Linked DNA regions of Sus scrofa: region 2 is linked to region 1. The links are chromatin contacts, called in public HiChIP or PLAC-seq maps. All regions are on one chromosome and are shown on one strand. Each heading gives the region's core, a stretch centred on a gene start, on an enhancer-like site or on the middle of the called end of the contact. The rest is flanking DNA. Distances are from core to core; before and after follow the strand shown.

What was found. HiChIP or PLAC-seq counts read pairs in DNA pulled down with a chosen protein or histone mark.
Region 2: an H3K27ac HiChIP or PLAC-seq map of skeletal muscle shows a contact between it and region 1. The contact joins two enhancer-like sites. A contact is called at or near these places in 2 of 47 Hi-C or Micro-C datasets (embryonic fibroblasts and omental adipose tissue) and 1 of 2 datasets of contacts at active chromatin or transcription factors (skeletal muscle).

The regions. Positions count from the first base shown.
Region 1 is chr10:41,499,229-41,503,229 of Sscrofa11.1, forward strand. No RefSeq gene overlaps it. Among named protein-coding and RNA genes, the nearest start is that of SVIL, 320 kb to the left of the region's middle. Within about 2 kb of position 2,118, at least 32 of the 83 cell types and tissues checked have an H3K27ac peak or open chromatin away from gene starts, as enhancers often do. A contact at or near this core is called in skeletal muscle, where this site is marked.
Region 2 is chr10:41,752,636-41,756,636 of Sscrofa11.1, forward strand. All of the region lies in intron 10 of ZNF438 (zinc finger protein 438), which reads right to left. Among named protein-coding and RNA genes, the nearest start is that of ZEB1, 260 kb to the right of the region's middle. Within about 2 kb of position 2,111, at least 14 of the 83 cell types and tissues checked have an H3K27ac peak or open chromatin away from gene starts, as enhancers often do. A contact at or near this core is called in skeletal muscle, where this site is marked.

The sequences.
Region 1 (4,001 bases), core at 868-3,367:
CTTCGCAGCGTTGTTCCTGTCTTCAGATGCTCTCGCAAACACTGTCTCGAGGGGATGCGACCAGGTGAGCAGGTGAGCTTGCAAATTCCAGTTCCACCACGAGTGGGCACCCTCGGCCTCCTCCCTGGTGCCTCTAGGCATCCATTTAATCTTCCAAAAAGGAGAGTCCACGCTGGTCCCTATGCAGCTGGGTTTCCACAAGGATCCAGGGCATCCTCCATGACAAGCAATGGGATGCTGGCCGTCACCACCCACCATCCCTGTGTCACAGAAGGAAATACTGGCCAAAGGGCACAGAGAGCAGAATGTAAAAAACGTTACTGTTTTTTGTTTGTTTTTTGTCTTTTTGGGGTGCACCTGTGGCATACAGAGGTTCCAGGGCTAAGGGCTGAATTGGAGCTGCAGCTGCCAGTTTACACCACAGCCACAGCAACACCAGATCCAGCTGCATCTGTGACCTTCACCACAGCTCACAGCAATGCCAGATCTTTAACCACTGAGAGAGGCCAGGGATGGAACCTGCATCCTCATGGATACTAGTCAGGTTCATTACCACTGAGCCATGACGGGAACTCCAGGTTTCCATCTGCCTTCACACACCCTCCTGGGCAATTTGTGAGGATCACCTGCCCCCAGTGAGGAGACTCAAGGCAGGCTTCTCACTATTTGTCACTCCTGATATTTGGGGTCAGATACTCCTCTGCTGGGGTGGTGGGGGGGGTGGCACCATGTGCATTCGGGGAGGTTCAGCAGCAGCAGCCCTGGCCTCCACCCAACAGGCCAGCAGCACTGTCCCGCTTGTAAGCACCCAAAAGGTCTCCAGACGTCGCCAGCTGTCCCCTGAGGGGGTCACATCACCCCTAGTTTAGACCCATGGAGGCGGGTAGTTTGACAAAGCGCTGGTGAGGAGCATGGTCCCGGGGACAGAGTCTGGGACTGACGTGTCTGGGAATTCAATAAAGGGGGCATTTGAGGTGAGGGTCTCTTGTCATCAAACGAGGACCTACATCAGACAAGGCCATGCTCACGTCCCACTGTACAGAGGGAAGACCATGGGAGGGGTGGCCACTGAGGGAATAAGAGCCAGAGGCCCAGAGGGGACCACGAGGGGCAGGAGAAGAGAGGGGCCTGTGGTGGGGAAGGGGATAGAATACAGGCCCCAGGGAGCTGTCAGCAGAGTTGGGACCCAGGAGGAGTTAGGCTCCAGGGGCCCAGCAATGCTGGTCCCCATGGGGGTGGGGCCGAAGGGACCCACACGCCCAGCCAGTGTGGGAAGATCCATCTAGAACAACAGCCCCCCCCCACACACACACACACCCGTGACCCCCAGGAGGGCCTCCCCTGGCTCCCACAGAGTCCTGACAAGTGGCCTGGCATCGATGGCCACAGACGAGCCGGGCTGGGGGAGAAAGAAGGTTGGGATGCAAACGCGGGCAAGGATCACAGGAAGGCGGTGAGGAACAGGTGGGCCGTGTGGCACCTGCAGACCCAGCGCCCACCAGGCTGGTCAGTGGCCCTGAGCCACCCTCTGCTCTGAAGTGATGGCTGACCACGTCCCCTAAGATGGGCCAGTGGCCCCAGAGGCCGCTGCCCCTCCCCCCAGCACCCCCCACCCCCGGACGACAAGCCCCGGCCTCTGACGAGCCTCTGCCCGGCTCCAGCTCCGAGGCGGACGTTGCAGAGGTGCTTGTCCTCCCTGCCATCTGGGGAGCCAGGATTTCCTGAGGCAAGTGACAAATGCTCAGGGCTTTCACACTCCCACTCCCCAGGAAATCCGGCCAGGGAGACACCGGAGAAAACAACCCGTGTGTGTTGCGGGGGGGGGGGGGGGGGTCACTGGTCTATTTTTACTCTGCATGGCCTGCCTGGTGCCTACTGCCGTCCACCTGGTAGACTATCAACCTCCTGTGTGTTCAGGAAGGTGCCAGAAGCTCCGGCTGGTGGGGGTGGGTCACACAGGGCAGGCAGGGGAGGCAGGGGTCTGGGGGGAGGTCCCAGGCTGCGTGCCACTTTGGAGAGAACCTGGCGACCGGCCCCAGGGGCTGTAAGATACAGGCCTTCTGATTTTGCCCTAATTTCCAGACCTTTCTCCCTCAGGGCTCCACCCCACTCCCTGACTCATTCAGAGACTCCCACGTTGACTCAGAAACCTGTCCAGTTGCTGTGAGCAGGAAGATCTCTGGGTGAAGAAGCAAACAGAAAATTGACCTAGAACAAGAAAGCCCACAGGAGCATCGTGGGATGCTGTGCCCAGCATTGCGGCCAGACCGCTGCACCACGCTGACAATGATCTGAACTTGTATACACACACACACATACCCGAAGTGGTGGTGGTTCACCCTAGGAAAGCAAGTGACCCCCAGTTAAGCATGACCAGCTGGACCAAATCTGTCTTTTGCTCCAGTCATTGGTGATTTTAGGAGGCAAAAGAAATGCTTGTTGGCTCTCTGAGCTTCCCTAGGTAAGATGCCCCAAAGGCCACCCCTTCCCAGGCCTCTCCCTGGGTGCCATGCAGGCCGGCTGCCGGCAGAGGGGGCCCCAGGCCCGCAGGGAGCCAAGGCTTCACACATGGGTGAGGGGTGGGGGGAAGAAGCCGTCTTGTGTGCCAGCTGCCCAGAGCCCACTGGAGGGAGGATGAGGTCCATCAGAAACTATTTGGCTCCGTCTTCACTCGCTGAACTGACGGAGCCTTGTGTCCATGATGAAGTCACAGACAATGGAAAGTGCCTGGCAGTGAACCGAGATGACAAAACCAGAGGAAGGAAACTGCAGGCCGGCCAGGAGGGAGAGGGAGACCAGGAAGCCCTGCTTCCCCCAGGAGCCAGCATCCCAGGCGGTGCCAAGGTCCACGGGGTTTGCACCGGCTCCGGGGAAGCCCCCGCCTGGGTCTGGTTTTGCATGGCATTGCCCACTGGTCATCCTGAAGCTGGAATTGTGTATTGAGGAAGGGCAAGGGAGAGACCTGGGGTGGTGGCTGGGCGGGCTGGCAGGTCACCCTCCAACCTCACTCATTGCAGATATCAGGAGCTAGAGCCACTTGGCACCTTGAAGTGGGGGCCCCCCCAAAGACCAGGCTGCGATCTCTCCTCCAGGGAGCAGCATCTTTCAAAGGTCGAGGGCTCCTGAGACATGACAGCTTTAGAAAATTAATTGTGCCTGCAGCATGGCGCCTGAAGGGCAGCCTGTGGCTTCCAAGGCCCCTGAGTCTAGAGACAGTGCTCGGAGGGATGGCAGGACAAGAAAATGATGTGACAGACCCCCCACTTAGGCAAATCTTTTTTTTTTCTTCTTCTTCTTCTTCTTTTTGGCCACCCTGCAGCATATGGAGTTCCTGGGCGTGGGATCAGATCTGAGCCACAGTTGCAACCTATGCCGCTGTTGCAGCAAGGCCAGATCCTTAATCCACTGTGTTGGGCCGGGGATCAAACCTGGATCCCAGTGCTCCCAAGATGCCCCCAATCCCATTGCACCACAGCAGGAACTCCTCAGACCCCCACTTAGGAAGACGCCTGCCCATCTGCTTACGGAACAGTAAGACAGCCCCTTATCTGTCCAGCTTAAACCAGATGAGCCCCTGCCTGAGCCTGCAGGTAGCCTGGGAGCAGCTGGGTCATCTGGTTAGGAGGAGGGCCTGGCTTCCACTGGAGAAACAGATGATGCAGACCGGGTTTCCTGTGCCCTCCTCCCAGGGGGTCTGAGGGTCTGTGCCTCCCCCCCTGCCAGTTAACGGCCAAGCCTCAATGCCTAGCTGCCTGCAGTTACAACATCCCCAGGGCTGGCTTTGCCAGGTGGCCCTGGAGCCTCTGTAGGGCACAAATCAGCTGCTGTAGCCACCCCTGCAGGCTGGCAGGCCCTTTCCACCCTGATATTAAACAGATAAGAATCATTTATTCACCTGTCATACAATGCACCTGTGAAGAACCAGAGCATCAGGCAGCGTGGCCTCATCAGAAATCCAATGTTCTTAACCTTTTCTTTCGTTCATGCATCAGAACAGCTCT
Region 2 (4,001 bases), core at 861-3,360, 250 kb after region 1:
AATGTATGAGGGTTCCAATTTCTCCACATCCTTAACAACACTTGTCATTACCTATCTTGGCTTATGGCTAGGTGGTGGCTCTTTCAAAGTTTTGATCTGTATCTTCCTATGACTAACGATGTTGAGCATCATTTCATGTGCTTATTAGCCAGTTATAAGTCTTCTTTGGATAAATGTCTACTCGGATCCCTTGCCCATTTTTTAACTGGGTTATGTGTCCCTTTTATTACTGAGTTGTAAGAGTTCTGTATAAATTTTGAGTACACGTACATTATCACATACATAATTTTCATGTATTTTCTCCCACTCTGTATCTCATCTCATCTTAGTGCAGCTACTTGCACTAAATAAACATATGCTGTGTTGCTATCCCCATTTTACAGATAGAACTGGCATGTTCTCTGATTAAACAGACTTGACAACTGGCAGAGTCAAGAGTAAGTGCTCCTGTTTTTATTAATTTAAGAGGCCATATATTGATATCAACATTGGGACAGATCGTCCAGGAAGTCTCCCTCTGTTCACTGATTTTGGTATATTCAGAGACAATATTATTTCCAAGTTCCAGCAAAGATGGTTTATGCATTCACTTGAAAAATAGTTTTGACGTGTTACGTAACAGGTACCATGCTTGACCCCCAGCTTAGGATGCATGTGTGCACAACCAAATCCTTGTCCTCATTAGTCTTATAATTTGGAGGTATTATGCAAAATCCTTAGCCCTAAGTCAAATTCTTGATAGCAAACTGCCCAAAGAAAGACATGTTTCATCTTAATGCTTAAAGATCCACCCTCAACTCAGAAGAAACATTACAGATTTTAATGAAAGTAATATTCTGTTTTTTAAAAAGATCCAAAGTGCCAAATTAATTTGTGGCCTGGGACGACCTTGCTGTGAGTATTGACCTTAGTAAGCCCTCATTTGCTTCTTATCAACCCTTTTTGTAATCAGCAATGCTCACTTTAATGACACTTGTCAAAGTAAAACTTGACTAGAGGAGGAAATTCTCCTATTTTTACCTTTAATCAGAAAAATCTGAAAGTTCGAAGTCTCTATTCTGGCCAGTTCCTACTCTGTGCTAAATAAAAATGTCGTAATAGTTCCATTAAACATAAAGACAGAACATTGTATATCAACTATGATAGAAAAAATAAAAATCTTAAGCAAAACCCACAAAGCCAAAAACAGAGACCTACAAATCCACCAACTTAAAAAGGGAGTTCTAACCTGGTCTATCAAAGCATTTGTAATGTAGAGCACAGGACCCGATAATGCCCAGAAGTCAGAAGGCCCAGCCCTGAGTGGCCCAGGAAAACTCTAAATGATGTTTTCTCTCTTCATGAGTTCTCACTAATGCTACATTTGAAATTAAACATATCCATGTTCTTTTGTTATTAAAAAAAACCAAAAAAAACACTGAATATTCTTAACTAGGATTGATAAAAGAACTTGTTGAGAAGGAAAGGCAGAACTCATGGCTTATTATTAGAAATACATCCATCTTTACTGTGCAAATTTAGTAAATGAAGTAACAGCCAGCAAGGAAAACTAAACTGGGGGAGAGACACCATGCCTGTCTCCAGTTCCCAGTACCCTCAACACGCCACCTTCTAACTGAAGGTCCCCAGGCTCCCTTCGGCTAGAGGTGCCTAAGAATTATGAAGCCCAGCTGAACCAGGAGGGTGTGATCCGAGGTGATCCAGAAGATGGCCTGGCCCGCTCCCTACAAGAGGCAGCATCATAGTTCAAGACAGGGCTTTTCCACACCGTGAGCAGGGAGGCTAGGCATTTTCTGGAGGCATCTCAGGGTTGCTTTGGGGGGTCAGAGAAGCGCCGTACACAGGCAGAGCACTAGGCCTCCAAGGATGTTTTCTGAAGACCGAAATCAGATGGCGACACAAAGATCTGAAAAGCTAATTCTAGAGGAAGTCTAGGCCAGGCAGACAACAATGTGCAGCCGATCTGGACGACCAGGTGAGGACAAAAGGGGAGAATGAATAATGAAGCTGGTGGGGACCAGAGTCAAAAACAGGAAGGGTGCGGTCTTGGCCAAGGGTCAGGGTCAGGGTCAGGCCTTTATCCACTGACAGGAATGCCTATTGTGGAGTGGGTGCGTCTGCTTAAAGGAGCAGCCTCGGGATCCTTCCCCTAGAGGCACCGGGCTGCTGTGATCTCCAACTCCAAAAGGCTGCTTGTGGACCAGTCTCTCATCCTTCTGGCTCCCCAGATTCCTTGCCTCCCACTGCCAATCACTTCCCACAAAGCACTGAAGGTGAACAGCAGAAAGTAGATAGTCATTCCTGTGATGGATGGGGGTCTTTCCCAGGATGCCTGAATAAAATCCTAAATACTTACTGCAGTCTGGACGGACCAGGCCCCTGCTAAGTCACCTCTCTCCTCCTCATGCCTGCTCCCTTTCCCTGCCCAGGGCTCTGACCCTGCTGGCTCCTGACCCACAGGCACCGCTGGGCTCTGGCTATGCTCAAGTCTGCTCAGAGGCCCTTTCTTCCTCTTCACACCATCACTCTCTAGCCTCTGATGCTTCTTCATTCTTCAGCATTTTCTTCTCATCTGAAATTATGTATCTATGTTTGCTGTCTACCTCCCCACTGGAAGTGAGCTCTACTAGGGTATGGACTTTGTTTTGATTACTGCTCTGATCCAGGTACCACCAGGGAACAGTGTCTGGAAGATAAATGTTCCACAAGTTGAGTAAGTGAATGAGTAAGTCTGACTCGATCTTAAACATGTTGAGGCCTCCGGGTTTCCCTGGCCCCCTCTCTGTTTTTGTTCCTGATCCATTAACCATTCCTAAGTTTTACTTCTTGTCTACTGTGACTAAGGATCTGATCACCCAGCCTTACCCACTCCTTTGCCTAACCTCTCAACTGTCTTGCAGGCCTGTCCTTCCCTAAACCAACCTAAGGCTCTACCTCTTTACTCTCACATCCCAACCACCCAAAGGTCTCTCCTCTAAAAAGCCCCAACCGTGTGGACTGAGGACTCTGCAAACACACAGTCTCCCATCAGTGGCCACCAGTCTTTTTTAGGGCCTCCCATCGAGGTCCCCGGCTCACATCCCGCAGAAACAATTCCAAGCTTCCATGACTTTCTTCAAGCTTTCTATTCTCCCCTCCGCTCAGCAAATGACATCACCTCCACAGAAACAAAAGAGAGGTTATTAGGTCAGACACCCTGGGTTTCCTCCTTCTCAGTGATCAACAACCGCCCGCCTGCTCTTACCTCCTTCCTGGCAGCATGGAGGACGGATGTCCCTCTTCCTGCCCAAAGCTAACCTTCCACCAGAGCTCTGGAGCCCAAGGCATCCAGCCCACCTCCTTAGGGAGCGCTCCCGTCATTTACCCAACCCCTCCCCATCTTCAACCTCCCCTTCTCATCGGGCTTTCGGCCCACTGCACCCCAATCCTCACAACTCTCCCATTTCAAAATAAATGAATATGCCGAACTAATAAACTCCCCAGACATTGTGTCTCTGTCTTATCAATGTCCCATGAGAGCCTCCTTCTCCCTGTTCTCATGTGGCAGAGAAAGACTTCCTGTGAGGGCACCCGTTCCATGGGATCAAGATTCACCCTCACGACCTCCTTTAACCATAGTCACCTCCTATAGTCATGGAGGCAGGGGATGGGATGGGGTGGAGATGAAAGTTAAGGTTTCAAAAGAAATGGGGGGGGCACAGTTCAATCCACAGTGGTCAACAATAATTACATTTTAATTAAAGTATAGTAAAATGAATGTTCTGTAACCGTAACTGTGCAAGTTCGAGAACGCTAAAGCAATAAAGGTATCACATGATATCACAAATATCACATGAAAATATGAGGATACAACCTTTTCTATAAATACGTACAACATGCATGCGAAATAAAAAGGAGTCTATCATAATCATCATAGGAGTGACGTTCAAGTAAAAAAGCTTATTTCCAAACTCTCTGCTAAACAATCTGAAAAATAAACTTTCGCTGAAAGAATATATAAA